Linked DNA regions of Mus musculus: region 2 is linked to region 1. Evidence: chromatin contacts called from public promoter capture Hi-C data. All regions are on one chromosome and are shown on one strand. The core of a region is the stretch at or near the end of the contact, and the rest is flanking DNA. Distances in the headings are between cores, read along the strand shown. Region 1 holds the start of Rnf144b (ring finger protein 144B). Region 2 holds the start of Card19 (caspase recruitment domain family, member 19).

Region 1 (7,822 bases), core at 2,696-5,195:
CCTTCTTCCTACCTGGTAACGTATCTCTGGGTTCTTTTTCTGGCCCCTCTCCTTCCTTCCCCCTTTCGCTTCCCTTCTTGGTATGTATCATTGACTTGGTTCCTATTTTATACCCGGGCCAGGACCATAGTGTACAGCCCAGCGCGGCCCCATCCCAGAGGCTCACATTCTGTTCTGCTTCCTAGGAGCTGGCAAGCACAAGAGCTTCTGTCTCACCGGGCACTGGCAGAGCAACTTCAGAGACCTCTTACTCTCTTACACAACAACCTACACACACTGTATACCAAACTTTAAGGACATAATTTTACATGTGTGAGTGCTCTGTCTGCATATTTGCCCATGCATGATATTGCAGGCAGCACCCTTGGAAGCCAGAAGAGAGCATTGGATCCCCTCGGGACTGGAATTGATAGCTGTGAGCTGCCATGTGGTTGCTGGAAATTGAGCCCTGGTCCTCTAGAAGAGCAGCCAGTGCTCTTAACCACTGAACTATCTCGCCAGCCTGTCATCCTTTCTTATTATTCGATGAAAAGGCTGAGCTTGACCGGATTATGTTAAATAAATAAGTTACTGAGAGGTCATGTGACTATTAAGAGTTTGTGGGGGTCAACCATGTTACCCTTATAGGATGCTACGTAATTGTCTTCTTCTTCTTCTTCTTCTTCTTCTTCTTCTTCTTCTTCTTCTTCTTCTTCTTCTTCTTCTTCTTCTTCTTCTTCTTCCTTCTTCTTCTTCTTCTTCTTCTTCCTTCTTCTTCTTCTTCTTCTTCTTCTTCTTCTTCTTCTTCTTCTTCTTCCTTCTTCTTCTTCTTCTTCTTCTTCTTCTTCTTCTTCTTCTTCTTCTTCTTCTTCTTCTTCTTCTTCTTCTTCTTTTTATTGTATGTCTATAAGTACACTGTATCTGTCTTCAGACACACCAGAAGAGGGCATCAGATCCCATTACAGATGGTTGTGAATCACCACGTGGTTGCTGGAAATTGAACGCAGGACCTCTGGAAGAGCATTCAAACTGACTGAGCCATCTCTATGGATGGTAATTTCAGCTGTAGCGACTGCCTCAATGAGCACAGTTCCTGAGCGGCTTTCTACTCAGTCAGTCCTACTAGATGTTCCTTGTTCTCAGCCTAGAGGATTGTGAGATTCTGCGGGACTGAAGCTTCCACTTCTCCTCTTAACCCCCAGCTACACCAGCAGCCTGATCCCTGCTGCCTCTCATGCCTTGCATCCAAATAGATGCCGAATTCCATCAATTCTGTTTCTGAAGTCTCTTTTCCATTTGCACCTTAGCTTTCCTTTGAGTCCTAAACACAGCAGCTCCGTCTACCTTACAGAAGCATCTCTAAAATCTCAAGTCTATGTCTAAGGCCATGTCCTTAGCCATCACCCTGCCTGGCTCAGCCCTCTCCATGATCCCCTTCTAAGATGCTTGAAGACCCAGATTGAAACCATGATCCAAAATAAATACTCCTTGATTGTCTTGCCTTCCTTCCTTTGGTGAGCTGACTTTTCCCTGTGTTACCACAGCACCTGGTCTTCAAGAATGGCATATGGTCTCAGTGTCCTACTAAAGGGTTTGATTGTCCCACTCTCCCCTGGGGTTGAGAGCTCTGGCTCAGCCTTATCTTCCTAGCCCCTAGGCAGCCTGTCAGAGAGATCAATAGATACTGGAGGGTCTGAATATCCATCTGTAGACTCCTTAGGCCAATCTGAAAGAGTCACTTGCCTATTGGTATAACTTTCAGCTTATTTAGCATTGAATCTTGACTGCATTTTTTTTCTTTCTCTCTTTATTTCCTTCCTTCCTTCTCTCTCTCTCTCTCTCTCTCTCTCTCTCTCTCTCTCTCTCTCTCTCTCTCTCTTTCTCTCTCTCTCTCTCTTTTGGTTTGTTGAGACAGGGTTTCTCTTTATAGCCCTGGCTGTCCTGGAACTCACTTTGTAGACCAGGCTGGCCTCAAACTCAGAAATCTGCCTGCCTTTGCCTCCTGAGTGCTGGGATTAAAGGCGTGCTCCACCACCCGGCTTCTTTCTCTCTTTTTCTTTTTCTTTTTCTTTTTCTTTTCTTTTCTTTTCTTTTCTTTTCTTTTCTTTTCTTTTTTCTCTCTCTCTCTCTCTCTCTCTTTCTTTCTTTCTTTCTTTCTTTCTTTCTTTCTTTCTTTCTTTCTTTCTTTTTTATAAATTTACATCCACTTTGATGTGGTTCAGTTCTCTGTGTCCAAAAAGCAGCATGATTGTGCCTGGCCTGTATTTTCTTTCATATTGGCTGTGGCTTCTCCCCTTATCCGGCTGATAAGAGCCCACACCTTAATTGCAGGGTGATGTAAAAAGTGGACTCTGTGTTGAACTTTGGCTTGAGGCTCAGAAGATTGGTATCAACACTGAGGCATGAGCTGGTCTGTTAGGAGGCGCTCTGTTTATCTTCCCTGTCTCTCCTCCATCAGGAATGGTTACAGCACCAAGAATCTTTCTGGGGGGTAGGTTACTTGGGACCCTAAGTCCCATTCAATCTGAAGTTAGCTCTTCATCCTCCTCACTTTTTGCTAATACATATTTTTCTCACTAAACCAATTTTGATCCTATCACAGGTGTGGTCTCGCCCAGCCCCTAAATACCCTCTTTAAACTCATTTGTTTGGGTTAAAATAACTAGGACTTTGCAAGCTCAAATGTCTTCTGGTTGTATGATTTTAGGTTCCTTTTTTTGTGTTTTGTTTTTCAAGATAGGCTTTCTTTGTGTAGCCCTGGCTGTCTTAGAATTCACCCTGTAGATCAGGTTGGCCTCGAATTCAGAGATCTGCCTCCCTGAGTGCTGGGATTAAAGGCAAGTACCACTCAGACCTTTAGGTCCCTATTGTGTATTCTACTGTCTGCAGTCCCTCTCTTCCCCTCTAGCTTTACATATAGGGGCATGCGCATGCGCACGGTGTTCTGAACTGGGCTTTCCCAGCAGCTGAGAGGTGGACTGCTTCCTTACAGCACCCGTTTACCTGTCCCAGGAAGCATCTGTGAGCCCCATTCCCTTCAGGAAGTACATCCTGACCTTAGCTGCTAAAGGAAAGGAAGGTTGCAGAAAGCCCACAGAAAAATCCCTGTGCCAGAGATCTTTCAAAACTGCAATGTTCAACAGGTTTGGGCTTGTTCTTGTGACCTGTAGGGGCTGGCAGTGAGAGTGAGGGTTTGCCATTTATTAAAAACACAGTAATAATTAAGCATCCGCTGTCATGGCGGCTTGCTACTCCTGTTTTCTGGAATAGCTGTTGGATTTCCATTAAGTGAAAATATAACTAGTTACCTTACATGTGCTTCTCACGTCTTTTATTGACAAAGCACTTGAAGTGAAATCACTGTAAGTATACTAAGGCTTCTAACTTGATTTGCCCACATCAGATGCACTTGGACAGCTAAAGTACACACTTGAGTTGAGGTGGGTCGCGCGGAGGGTGATGGTGGTGGGGGTAGGAAGGGTTTGAGGGAGGTGAGCAGGCAAGTCAAGGGCTGTTAAAAGAAGAAGAGGAAAGGTGGCCTGTGAAGACACACAGAGACTGCAAGAGCTGCAGGCCAAGCAAGGTGAAGCTTGCGGGTGAGCAGGAGGAAGCGCAGTGGGGGGTGCTGCTCACACCCGGCGCAGGATTCCTGGGGCAACGCCAGGTCCCCGACCTGAGAGCCACTGCTCTGCGCTCTGCCTGCATGGGATCGGACAGGGTTAAGGCCATCACCTGCAGTCGAAGTGCGACCCAGATGGGAAGTAGGAAGTGCGGCGCCGAGCTTCCTGTATAAATAAACGCTCTGGCTGCTGCGCGCCCCGAGCTGCTGGCTGGTTCTGCAAGGTTCCTGCCTGTCAAGACAAGGAGGCGGAGAGGGACTCCTCCTCTTCCCGAGCTGTAGGTCTGGGCGTGGAGTCCTGTGGCAATCCTGCAAAAGTGTAAAGCTGTCAGCCGGGCGGAGCACTCAGGGAGAGGGAAGAGAATGAGAGAGCCCTTCCTCCGCGGTGTGCCCGCTGCCCCGGCTGGCCCAGGCTGGACCTGCTAGAGAGACGCCAAGCAGCCTGAGGACTTCAGCTCCAGCCAGGTAGGTCTAGAAGGGGTGCTAGTGCGCAGGATACAGGCGCTGCAAGCCAAGAAGGCTGCTAGCTAAAATACGGAGAGGGACGGGACCGAGGCTACCCGGTGGTTATGGCTAAATTCTATTTCCAGGGCTTAAGCCATGCAGAACTGCATGCATTCCAATGCTTCAAACACCTGTTAACTTTATTTATTTTTAAAATAAGTGCTTTTGAAAAGGTCGAAACAAATCAGTTTACTTTCTAATAGAGTGATCTCTATAGACCTTATCATAAACTGCATATCGGATCAGTCCTCTGGTGTGTCTCCGGGAGAGACAGTTGGCTGTCTACCTTCTGTTATTTGGAAATGCACAGTAGTATGTTGACACACAAAGCTATGAATAATACGTTACGTTAACCGTGGATTCTGGGCTATACGTTATGGTGATTATTTTTTATCAGGTAATTGCTGATAAGAGAGAGAGAGGCTCTGCCCTGTTTTCAAGTTGATGTTAGAATGAAACTGATCCCGTTTTTTCACCCAGGAAGGGTATCTTGGCGAGCTCCTCCCAGGGCCCTTTCCGGGGATTCTGCTGTTAATCTTACACACACACCCCTTGCCGAATTCTCAGAAGACAGTTCTCTGTATGTTTCCACTGGTTTCTTTCTTCGCACTTTCAGCCCCAGCGACCTTATCAAAACCCGAGCTGGAACCCTTACCACGGGGCTTCTGGCTAGGCACTTCTGTCGGTTTTAGCGCAGGAGGTATGGCCTGAAGGACATGGTCCTCAGCATTTCTGAAGCAGCGGCTGAGGGGTGTCTCTGCCCAGAAGCAAAATAAATGAACTTTGAGATGACTCAGTTTTTAGGGTGTGGGCAAGAGGCAAAAGGAGCCCAGCCAGCCTTCACGGGGCTGTTGGCAGTTAAAGTATCTGCCGCAGCTTCCCCTGAGGTGAGTCTCTAGCTCTCTGCTTCCATTCACAGATGATCCCTCGCTGGGTCCCTCCTCCTCCTCACTGGCTCTTTGTAAACCTCACTCCTTTTCCTCATGGGCATCATACCCTTAAGTGTTTCCGAAACTACCTTGAACTGAAAGAGAGGGAGAAAAAAAAGGGAAAGAAATCTAAAGCAGACCCACAAACCCACTTGGAGATAGCTGTGTAATGAAGTGCAAAGCTACCAGTTTCTCCACCCCACAGCCTGCCCTTGGGCACCGCGGTTAGCATTTTCTGCTTTGCAGTGGGCATCAAGTTGGAAGTAGTGGAAGGAGGGAGAAAGGGAGGGAGGAGGGAAGGGTGGGAGGTGGGGAATGAGTTAGTTCTGTTTCTGAAGTACCTTCTAAGAGCCTTCACTCATCCAGAATGAAGAACCGCAAGATTAACGTGCGCAGGGAACGGGAAAAAGATGTCAAGTCACAGAATCCAAGTGCTTGGATTTTTTTTTTTAATTGAAAATAAACAGTAAGAGAAAACCTAAGCTAACATCTCCTGGGCCATCCCCCTAGATAACTCCAGCCTCCACTATGGCGCTGGAAGGCAGGCTTGAGTGTGGTCAAACACTGACCATTTACCCAGGGTTTTACAAATATTTACAGTCATGGATGCCAAATATCTTTGTGCTGAGCCCCGACGAATATTCTCAGCGTTCAAAAGCCCCATTCTCATGAATGGTCCCAGTGCACTGGCAGGGTTTTTTTTTTTTTTTTTTTTTTTTTTTTTCCATCCAGATTTCTAAACTAGGTCAGTGTAAGACATGTCTTTAAATCATCAGTTTTAGGATCTTAGATTATGAACCCAGTTTGTTTATTTATTTATTTATTTTGGCCAAATTGTACAAGCAAAATGGAAAGTATGCTCTCTCTAGAAAGAAAAAAAAAGAAAGAATGAAAAAACTTTATCTACCCAGCAAGATGATTTATTTAGCCTCCTGGAAAATATCTTTGTTTTCAACAGTGTGAATACTTTTAATCAGGACCAAAAAAAAAATTGTGCATTTGAAATTTCTTTCTGGAAAAATTGTTTCAATATTCCAGAAGCCTGGGATCATTTAGACACACTGGGAATTGTTTCTCCGAAGTTGATGCTAGTCTAGCCTTCTGCGCCTCCCCTGGCTCTTTTTGGTGTGGCATCGCGCTCCCCTTAGGTGGGATTCTTGGTATTTGATATCACCAGTTGAGGCAGCTGTCAGGAATCACCTGCCCTCAGAGGATGGTGCAAGAGCAAAGTCCGAACCGTTCAGGGGACTGACCCTGCTCTATGGAACTGATCATCCTGGATGTGGGGACGGGACCAGGCTACCATGCAAAGTCATGCCTGGCAATTCAAGGAGTGGCTCTCTGATGCTGCTGCCCCTCAGTCCATAGACTTTTCTTCCAGAGATTTCTGCCTGAACTTATAGACACTCCCTAGTTATGCTAAGTTACCAATGGCTTTGCTTTTGATTTATTAGGAGTGAATATGAATGAGAACCAAGCCTTTAATATATAGTCATAAAATTTGTCTATTGTCAATGACTCTTTCCAAGGTGCTAGATGCTGAGGACATAAAGCCAGGTAAAAAGTAGTGACCTCCGTTGCGAAGGAATTGTTGTCATCTTGGCAGTGAATCTCAATAGGTGGCAACTTTTTCACTTATGTTGTTTTACCAGAATACAAAAACAAAACAAAACTATTTTTCTGTTTCTCATTTCAACCATGTGCTTTCCGATACTTGATTTTTGATATTTTTCTTGATATCATCTGAGTCTTGCGTAAGTTAGAGCGCTGTGACCGCACCTGCGTTTGTTTATCTTCTGCCTTTTTGCAGTGCAGAAGTTTAAATGCAAGATCTCAAACATGATAATTTGGCTCTCTACCCCAGACCTACACCCTCAGCCTCGAACATTTAGGTTAAATGTCTTTTTTTTTAATGCATTATATTGGTGGATTGATTGTGTGTATGATGGTCAAGGACAGTTGTCAGGATCTTCCGCCTTATGGGTTCTGGGGATCGAAACTGAGTCACCAGACTTGGTAAAAAACGCCTTTCCCAGCTAAGCCTCAAATGTCTTAATTTATCTTCATCTTTCAGTAGGATGTTAATTTGTAACTTTTTTTTTTCATTTAAATTTGGCATTTGCCATTAGCTGGTCATTGAGTAGTTCCAAAGCTACCGTGTCACAGTGCATTAGTTATTAAAAAACAGAAAATGTGGCAACTGGAGAGAAAGCTCCATAGTGAAGAGAGGGTAGGACTCAGGTTTGGTTCCCAGCACGCACATGGCAACTCATGCCTTCAGGGGGGATCCGATGCCTTCTTCTGGCCTCTTATGCACCAGTCATGCCTGTGTCACATATACATGCACGCAGGTATAACAATCACACACGTTGTTAAAATGTCTTAAAAGGAAAGCAGAAACCTCTCCAATGTAAGAGTAAAAGTGACCACCATGAGATGAACAGCTTCTTGTGGGTAGCTGGATTCTTTTTTTCCTTCCTTCTTATTAAAATACTTAATCTATTTCATGTACACGGCGCCTATGAGAGTCCAGGTGCATCGTGTATGTGCAGGTGCCTTTGAAGCCCGGGAGTATCTGATCCCCTGGAGCTGGGACTGCAGATGGCTGAGTCACCTCCTGTGGGTGCTGGGATCCATGTTGGGTTTGGGGAGCTGACCCAGGTTCCTTTGCAAGAGCAGTAAGGACGTGGAACTGCTGAGCTGTCTCTCCAGTCCTCTCTTTCATGGAATTGTGGCTGAAACCATATATCCACAAGGTTTCCTGCATTCTGTGAGAGCATCTGCTGAGAAG
Region 2 (7,822 bases), core at 2,233-4,732, 2.0 Mb after region 1:
ATATCTGCTTCTGTTTAAATTAGACCTCTATAAAGTAGATTGGGTTTTGTTTGTTTGGTTGGTTTTGGTTTTTTGAGACAGGGTTTCTCTGTATTGCCCTGGCTGTCCTGGAACTCACTTTGTAGACCAGGCTGTCCTCGAACACAGAAATCCACCTGCCTCTGCCTCCCGAGTGCTGGGATTAAAGGTATATTGGGTTTTTACAAACAGGGTCAGTCACCATGCCAGACCTGTCCCTGGCTTCATCCCAGGGTATGGAATCAACAGGCTACCTCTCTCACATCTCTGCTCCCCTGCAACTTCCTCCTGACTGGTCTGACTTCTCACTCCTGCAGCATCCCACCTCTGAAGGTGGCTTTGTGAGGTCCTGCCCAACCCAGGTGGGCATGGCCTATCAACATGCCTAGCCTATGGTAAGAACTTGGGGGTGTCTTCCAGGAGTTCATGGTGTGACAGTGGGAGCTGCATTCATCAAAGACCCCATCCTTGGCCCAGGAAGCTACTCTCAAGAGAATAAGGATAGGGCTGTCCTGGTTGAAAGCCATTGCTCCCTCTAGGCCCACACTCTGGCTCTTTGGCTATTCCATCCCTATCCGAAGCCATCCGCACCTCCTCACCTTGGCAGCTGGGAACTTGGAATACTGGCCCAGGCCCCTGAGAGTGTGTTTAGGAGACAGACTTACCAACAGCCCAGGGATACCCAGTGACTTGCCACATTGCCAGGTGCTCCAGTGCCTGCAGCATCTCATTGAAGAGTTCACTGAGCTAACTCACAGAACAGTCCACAGGGCAGACATTTTGTGGTTCTATTTATACCTACCTAAACCTCCATCCTCCTACCGGCTCTGCAACTGCCCCACTTTCAGAGAGGAAAATGAAGGCACACTAAGGTTATAAGCCTGCCATCAGCCTGGAGGTAACAGCCAAGCTGGGGCTGCCAGTTGACATTCTCCTTCTGTCATTTACATATGAATCACCGAGAATTCTGGGGTCTGCTCTCTTCCAGACAGGAGCAGGCCAAGGCTGTCTCACTCCACATCGTGCCAGGGTGTACAAGGATGCACACACAGTAGGCATTTACTGAAGAATTCTGAGTGGGCTCCAGTCCAAGGTCCAAAGGCAAGGCGAGATCTGCTGGTGGATAGTGGCCAGTGCCTCATAGCGGCCTCCTCCTACCCTGAGTGCCACTAGCCAAGATGGACCTCTGCTGCCCACAAGCCATGAGTCACAGGAGCCCTGAGTCACCTGCCTTGGGTGGCCCAGCCCAGGGCTAAGCCAGCAGCAGCTTTAGGGCAGTGTACTTCCTGTGCTTCCTGTGGCTTTTATAAGCTGTTCATGCAACCACATAGAGGCAGCCACTGGGTATAATGGAGACTCGGGCAAGGCTCTGCCTGGATACCAGGCTCCGGTAAACAAGGCCAGGAATGCCTTTACTAGATAAAGAAGAGATCATTCTGTGCAGAATCCATGAGCCTTTCCCTGTAACTTCCCTCCCTGCCAGCTCGTACCAGAAACTTGGCTCTGTCACCTCATCTTCAACTTCAGCAGCCCAGACCTAAGTCCTCACTCTGGCATTTGGGACCCTGAAGCAGCTGGTCCCACCTGCCCTTACTCTGCTCCTAGGGTCCCAGAGCCTTCTGTCTGCAGCTCACTAGAGCCAGGACCCATGCAGCAGGCTGGGAAGATGTGATTGATTTATGCCCAGTTTATTTAGCCCCCTTCCAAGAATTCACAATTCTCCTGGGGTCCAGAACTTGAGCATCGACTCCCCTCTGAACCACTCCCATAAGTTCTTGTCATAGTACTTGGTTTGGCTTAGATCACTCGCTCCATACTATACTGCCTATTCTGTGAAGACACAACTCTCAGTATCTATCACCACCAAACACACACACTTTCTCTCTCTCTCTCTCTCTCTCTCTCTCTCTCACACACACACACACACACACACACTCACACTCACACTCAGAGGCAACAAAGACTAATGTGTATGGCAGACCCTCAGCTGGTGCACCAGGGCACTGAGCCAAGAATGAACAAGGGATCTGTCGCCCCAGGGCTGCCCATCCAACCCTCTCAGACTTCTGCTTTTCAGTCTCCATCTCCCACTAGAAAAAGGTGGGATGCTTAGAAGTGTCAAAGCGCCAGCAAGTAGACTGCAGAGAGGAAAGCGTATTATTGCCACAATCAAGGCCTGCCTGTGTCCTTCCAGCTAAAAGTTCTCCACCCCCACAACTACCTGTTCTCCTGGAGGTGGGATGTCTCATTTTCCATGGGTATCCTGTCTCTACAATGGGCCCTTGGAGGCCAGCACAGGCGAGATCTGTCCCACACATCCTGATGAACTTACTAGAGGATCTGGGAAACCAGAGGCTGAGGCCAAGGCTCCCATTCTGCTCCTACCACTGACCAGCAGGGTGGTCTGGGGGCACTTACCCAACCTGAGATTTTATCTTCCCATTCCTACACAGACATGAGAATATTCCTTCTGCCCCCAAATGGCTATTCTGAACAAGAGTGTATATTAGGGGCTCTACACATAATGCTCAGAAATTGCAGCTCCAAACAAGAAGGGCCTGGAAGATGGGGTCTCCTCTAACCTGTTCTAGAAGTCACCAGGTTGCAACCTATGAGGTCTTATTTTTGTGCATGCCCAACGCTGACTCCAGTTTAGAGACCCCTGGGATTTCTGGGGTTACCTCATCTCTCTGGGCTATCCCAGGTGAACTCTGCCATATGAAGTACAAGAGACTCCCAGAAAAAAAGTGCATCTGGTAGCTATCACGTTCCCTAGGCTCTAAGGCAGCAGGGGTCCCTCGCTGACTCATCCTCTCATCGGATCTTTTACCGAGAGAACTTAGCACAGCAATGTCACTGTGTCCCTCTGGGATCAGGAATAAAGTGGGTGAGTCCCCAGAGCAAAAGGGTTGGGCTGGGGCAACCAAGCCATCCTGGAGAAGAGGGATCCAGTTGTTGGGTCCGAATTCTCTAGACCCATCTAGAGCGGGAAACACGGGCGTCTCCCTGGTACTACAAGCTACCCAGGTTTGCAGCGCCGGTCCCGCCTCCAAGGGGGTTGTGTGCAAGCGGCGCTCTAAAGTCTCAGCAGACTGGCGAGGAGCACCATTTCCCTCTCTCAGATCCATCCCGTCCCGGGACACCGCCCGTTCCGCAGGCGCAGCCGGTGCAGTGCACCGGGAGAGCGCTCACCTGCTGCTCTTCCTCCTCGACCCGCGACGGCCCCCCACTCAGCACCCGAGACCCCTGGCGCCCCCGGCCCGTCGCGCAGAGCCCGGGACACCCCGCCGCCGCGCGCCTCTTACGCCCGCGTCGCCGGCGCCAGCTGACGCCAAGGTCACACGGCTCCCGTCGCCCTCCTGGACCCGCGCCCACCTGTCATGGCGGAGGACACGGCGCCGCCCCGTCGTCCTCGGCTGTCCGCCGCCCGGCGCGAGGGCTCCGGTGACCGCCGCCCGCAGGCCTGGCCCTAAGCCCCGCCTCTTCCCTATAGGTCCCGCCCAGCGACGACATCTTAGCCCCCAAGCCCCTCCCTCCGATTAGCCACGCCCCTTTCTGTACTTCGCACTGGAGACGCGTCAGCCGTGGGGCGGCTCGGGCTCTAAACAACTTCCCTAACTCTATACTACGCGCAGCAGAGAGCTCGGCCCCTGAGGAGCTTCTCCTGTAGCGACGCCGGGAGTCCCGCTCCAGCTAGCATAAGTGACCTAGCGGAGAAACTCAGTACCCAAGTCCTTGTCTGGACCAGAGAACTCAAGCCACGTCCCGGCTCAAGGCTCGCCCCATTCACAGCCTCTCCAATAGCTACCCGGGTCGGCGTCCCTTCGCCTATGCCCTGCCCCTCCTCCCGGTCTTGTGCCTGCTTTTTGCGGAGGTTAGGAGGTTATTGTGAACTTCTCAGTTCAATTTTCTGCTGCTACGCTCTGGCCACCCCACTCCCATCTCCTGGATGAAGAAACCGAGTCTTAAAAGAGACGAGAATTACCCAAGGTCACATAGGAGGTCAAGTCTGGCATAAAAGGCTGGTGGGAGTTCATTGGCAACCAGGGACCGAACGGAAGTCCACAGGGCCTCGACCGGACAGTGATGAATTGAGACTTAACAGAGAACTTAGTGGGTCCTCGTTCTACCAAGTCCCCCATTTACACAGAGGACAAATGGCTGGCATTGCCGCCTAGTTAAGGAAGTCATGTAGTCTGACCGAGCCTCAATTTTCCTAACTGTAAAATGTGTGGCCTCAGGTGATAAATCTTTCTGCCTCCCAACTTGTTTCCCTTCTGTTGTACATAGGCCTGGCTCTTCAAGCTCTGGTACCAACCACAGGAAGGCCCCAAGCCCAGGCCCAGCTAGGAAATGGAGATCTGCGAGGGTCGGGGAGGCAGGACCCTCACAGCCAGCAATGGCAGCAGGCACCAGATTTTGCTTCTCCGCTGGTGCGGCTAGTCTGGCACACTTTAGAGCTGTAACTTGAGATATTGGAACCAGACCAGGACCAAGACCAGGAATGGAGGCCCCAGGTCTGGATGCACTTCCCGGACAGTCCAGGAACCCCCTGGGTCCCTGAGCCCTCCGTGTCTGTCTCTGTCCTCCCCAGTGCTGCAACCTCTCATCTTGGGAGTGAGAGGCTCGAAAGGAATCTGGAGATTGACTTACAAGGTCACTTAGAGCTCCAAACTCTTGGACCCAGTGGTATTGATCAATACATTCCTGCCCCTTGCTAAAAACTGCAGAAAGCGAGGTTTGCTCAGGTTCCCCACCGGCCAGGCAAATGCAGAGTCAGCAGGCAGCTGTCCTCAGCACTAATCTGTGCCTGCAGAGGGGACAGACAGCATGGACAGACTTTGTTCCAGAGCAGGGTATAGGTACTATGTACCTGACCTACATGTGTGCCTGGGCCAGTCTGGGCTAGATCCAAGGGCTACATCTTGCAGGAACCCTGCACAGACCCCATTGGGACCATTCTGAAGGGCTCCAATTATTGCACACCCATCACTGTGTTCTAGCAGTGGGGTGAGACTGAGGACTTCCTGAATCATGCATTTTTAGGCATCCCTTGCCAGACTCCTCATCAGGAAGGCCAGCATTCCACCTTTGTATCTTCCTCTGAACCTGAGGACCTTACTTGGTCCCATGAGAGAAACTGAGGCCCTCACCCCCTTTAGCAGTCTGAGGTAGCCTCCCAACTGCAGGCTACCTGCTTCTTGGCACTCCAGAGTCTGTGCAACATTTGATCCAAGGACAACACTCAAGTTCACAGAGATTCTACATCCTAGACCATATAGGAGTCCCCTTCCCCCTACCTCAAGCCTGCAGGGAGAGAAGACCTTAGTCTGAGACAGGACAGCTACAGGGACACACGGGGCTACAAAACACACCCAATGTCCACTCCAGGATCTACAAGAGATGCAAGGTAGACCCCAGATCTAGGGATAGGCCCTGGGTATTCCTCCTCTTCCCTAAGGGGCACAGGTTGCTGCTTGCCTGCTGGCAGGACCTGTTGACATTTGAATGTGGAAAGGCCAGCTGATGTTGGACCCCACCTCCTGCAAAGCAGCTGGGAGCCTTCACTGGCATAGACAATTGAGCTGGTCAGAAGTCACAGCCTGTTGGACCAGTACTTATGACCATTGTAGTAAAGGGAAAGAATAAAAGCTAGGCTCAGAAGATAACCTGGCTCTATTTTGAATATAGTAAAAGCAGTATGGGGTTTATAGCCAAGGAATAGGTGTGTGGAGGCCTGGCAGATACAAAACTGAGAGACTTAGTTGGTGGAGTGCTTACTTGCTCGCCTAACGTATATGAAGCTCTGGGTTAGATAGAACTCCAACACCAAATAAACTAGTCATGGCAGCACAAACCTGTGATCCAAGTATTCAGGAGGCAGAGGCAGGTAGAGGAGAAATTCAAAGTTTTCCTTGGCTACATTGTTTAAGGTTAGCTGGGAGAGATGAGACTGTATCACAAAATAAAAAGGAAGGCAACATCTAGAGTGATGGGACTGGGGAGATAAGTCTGCCTGCTCCACAAGTCTTGAAGAACTGAGTTCAAATCCACCGTACCCATATAAAAATCCGAACTGCAAATTCTGGTCTCTACACGCACCAGCCACATCTTGTGCACACTCAAGTATGCACACACACAAACACACAAAGTGTAAGGGAGATTCTGGCTAGCCTAACTGTGAGGGTTTGAGTTTCACGGCTCAAACACATTCGGTTTAATCCACAAATGAGGTGTGACCAGGTTAGACTGACAGGAGGTGATTAAGGCTCTGCCCTCACCAATGGATTCATCCATCTGTGAACTAATGGATTAGGGGATTAGTGGGGTATGAGGAATGGCTTTGTAATGAAGGAAAGCTTACTGCTTCTCACTATGTCCTCCACTGAGCTGTCCAGCAGAAAGACCCTTGTCAGATGTCTTGAAGACACTGGCTCCATGCTCCCAATATGTAAACTAAGCTACCCAGACATGAACACCAGCTATCTCATCTGCGGTAAACAGTTACAGCCAGAGAAAGCAGGCTGAGACGGTGACCTCCCGTAGTCTTGCTGAGGGCAGGCCAAGGTGGTCAGACGCATAGGAAGACAGTGTGGAGGAGGAACTCCATCCTATATAGAGGGAGGGTGGTAATCTCACACAGGGGGGCGTTTGTTCAATCTAAACTTAACAAGGAGATGTAGTTAGCCTAGGAACCCAACTAAAGTTTGGTCAAGCAAGAGTCAGTGTCAAGATCTCATCCTGGCAGTCCCATTCTGTAACCATGACAAATATCAGAAAATAAGCATGATCCCAGAACTCGGAGAGCTGGGGCAGGAAGAGTGATTTTGAGGAGAGTCTGCTGTATGAGAGCAAGAAACTTTAAAAGTTGCACAGAGACGCTCATTCTCTTTAGGGTAATTTGTACCAGAAAAGTGAAGCCAGCCCCACTTTTCACCACCCCCTCCTTATACCTAGCCCCTTCCGTGCCCCTTCCTCATCTGTTAGCTCTCTCTTCCAGATATCCAGCCCATTTCCCACCTCTGTGGTCGCCGTTTCATTTCTAACCTGGATGGTGGCAGCTACTTCCTCACTGGCTTCTTTTCCTCTCCTGTCCCCACAGCTGCACTTTACATGGCAGCCACAGGAGCTATGACTGTAAGGTGGACTGCTACCTGGGGGTTATGTCCTTCCTGTTTCTCCAGTGGTTCCTGTCTTTTCCAGGCCTTCGTGCGTCTGGGCTTCCTTCCCATACTGTTCCTCTGAGATCCCCACTGAACGTCCTCTCTACTGTGGGCTTGGTCTCAGCCCCGATATTACCACCTCGTGTGATCTCTGAGACCATCTCACATGACACCGTGCTCCCAACTCCAGAGCACTGTCACCTCCTGAGGATGATTCCCTATACACACCACATGGCTAGCATTTGTTCAGTAGTCATTTAATGAATGTATATTAACAATACAGTGTATAACTGAGGTTTGGGACAGAAAGATAAGAACACATACTGTATGACAGGGCTATTGGGCCTTTCTGAGAGGATGAAGCTAGACAAAGTGTCCCCAAGCTGGAGGTAGGGTACATGATCCTTGGGTATGGGTGGTCTGCATGGCTGAAGGTGAACATGACCATATGAACAGGCAATGGTGGCTCGAGAGGGCCTTTATGCAAAAGATAGGACATCCTCTACATTCTCATGTGGCCAGAGGACACCACCCATTCATTTATCTCTTAATTTATTCAATAAATATCTCCTAAATGCTGAAGCCAGAACCAGATCACAAGGACCACCCTTCCCCTCTACACACACACACACACACACACA

The links. Promoter capture Hi-C pulls out the DNA fragments that hold promoters and counts their contacts.
Region 2: a contact with region 1 is called in a promoter capture Hi-C map of cranial neural crest. The contact joins the promoter of Card19 here to the promoter of Rnf144b in region 1.

Annotation. Positions count from the first base shown.
Region 1 is chr13:47,190,058-47,197,879 of GRCm38.p6, forward strand. It overlaps Rnf144b (ring finger protein 144B), which reads left to right and starts at 3,946. Exons shown (of 8, transcript NM_001170643.1): 1 at 3,946-4,063.
Region 2 is chr13:49,212,544-49,220,365 of GRCm38.p6, forward strand. Card19 (caspase recruitment domain family, member 19) reads right to left here and starts at 3,483. Exons shown (of 6, transcript NM_026738.2): 1 at 3,394-3,483. The coding sequence starts at 3,400.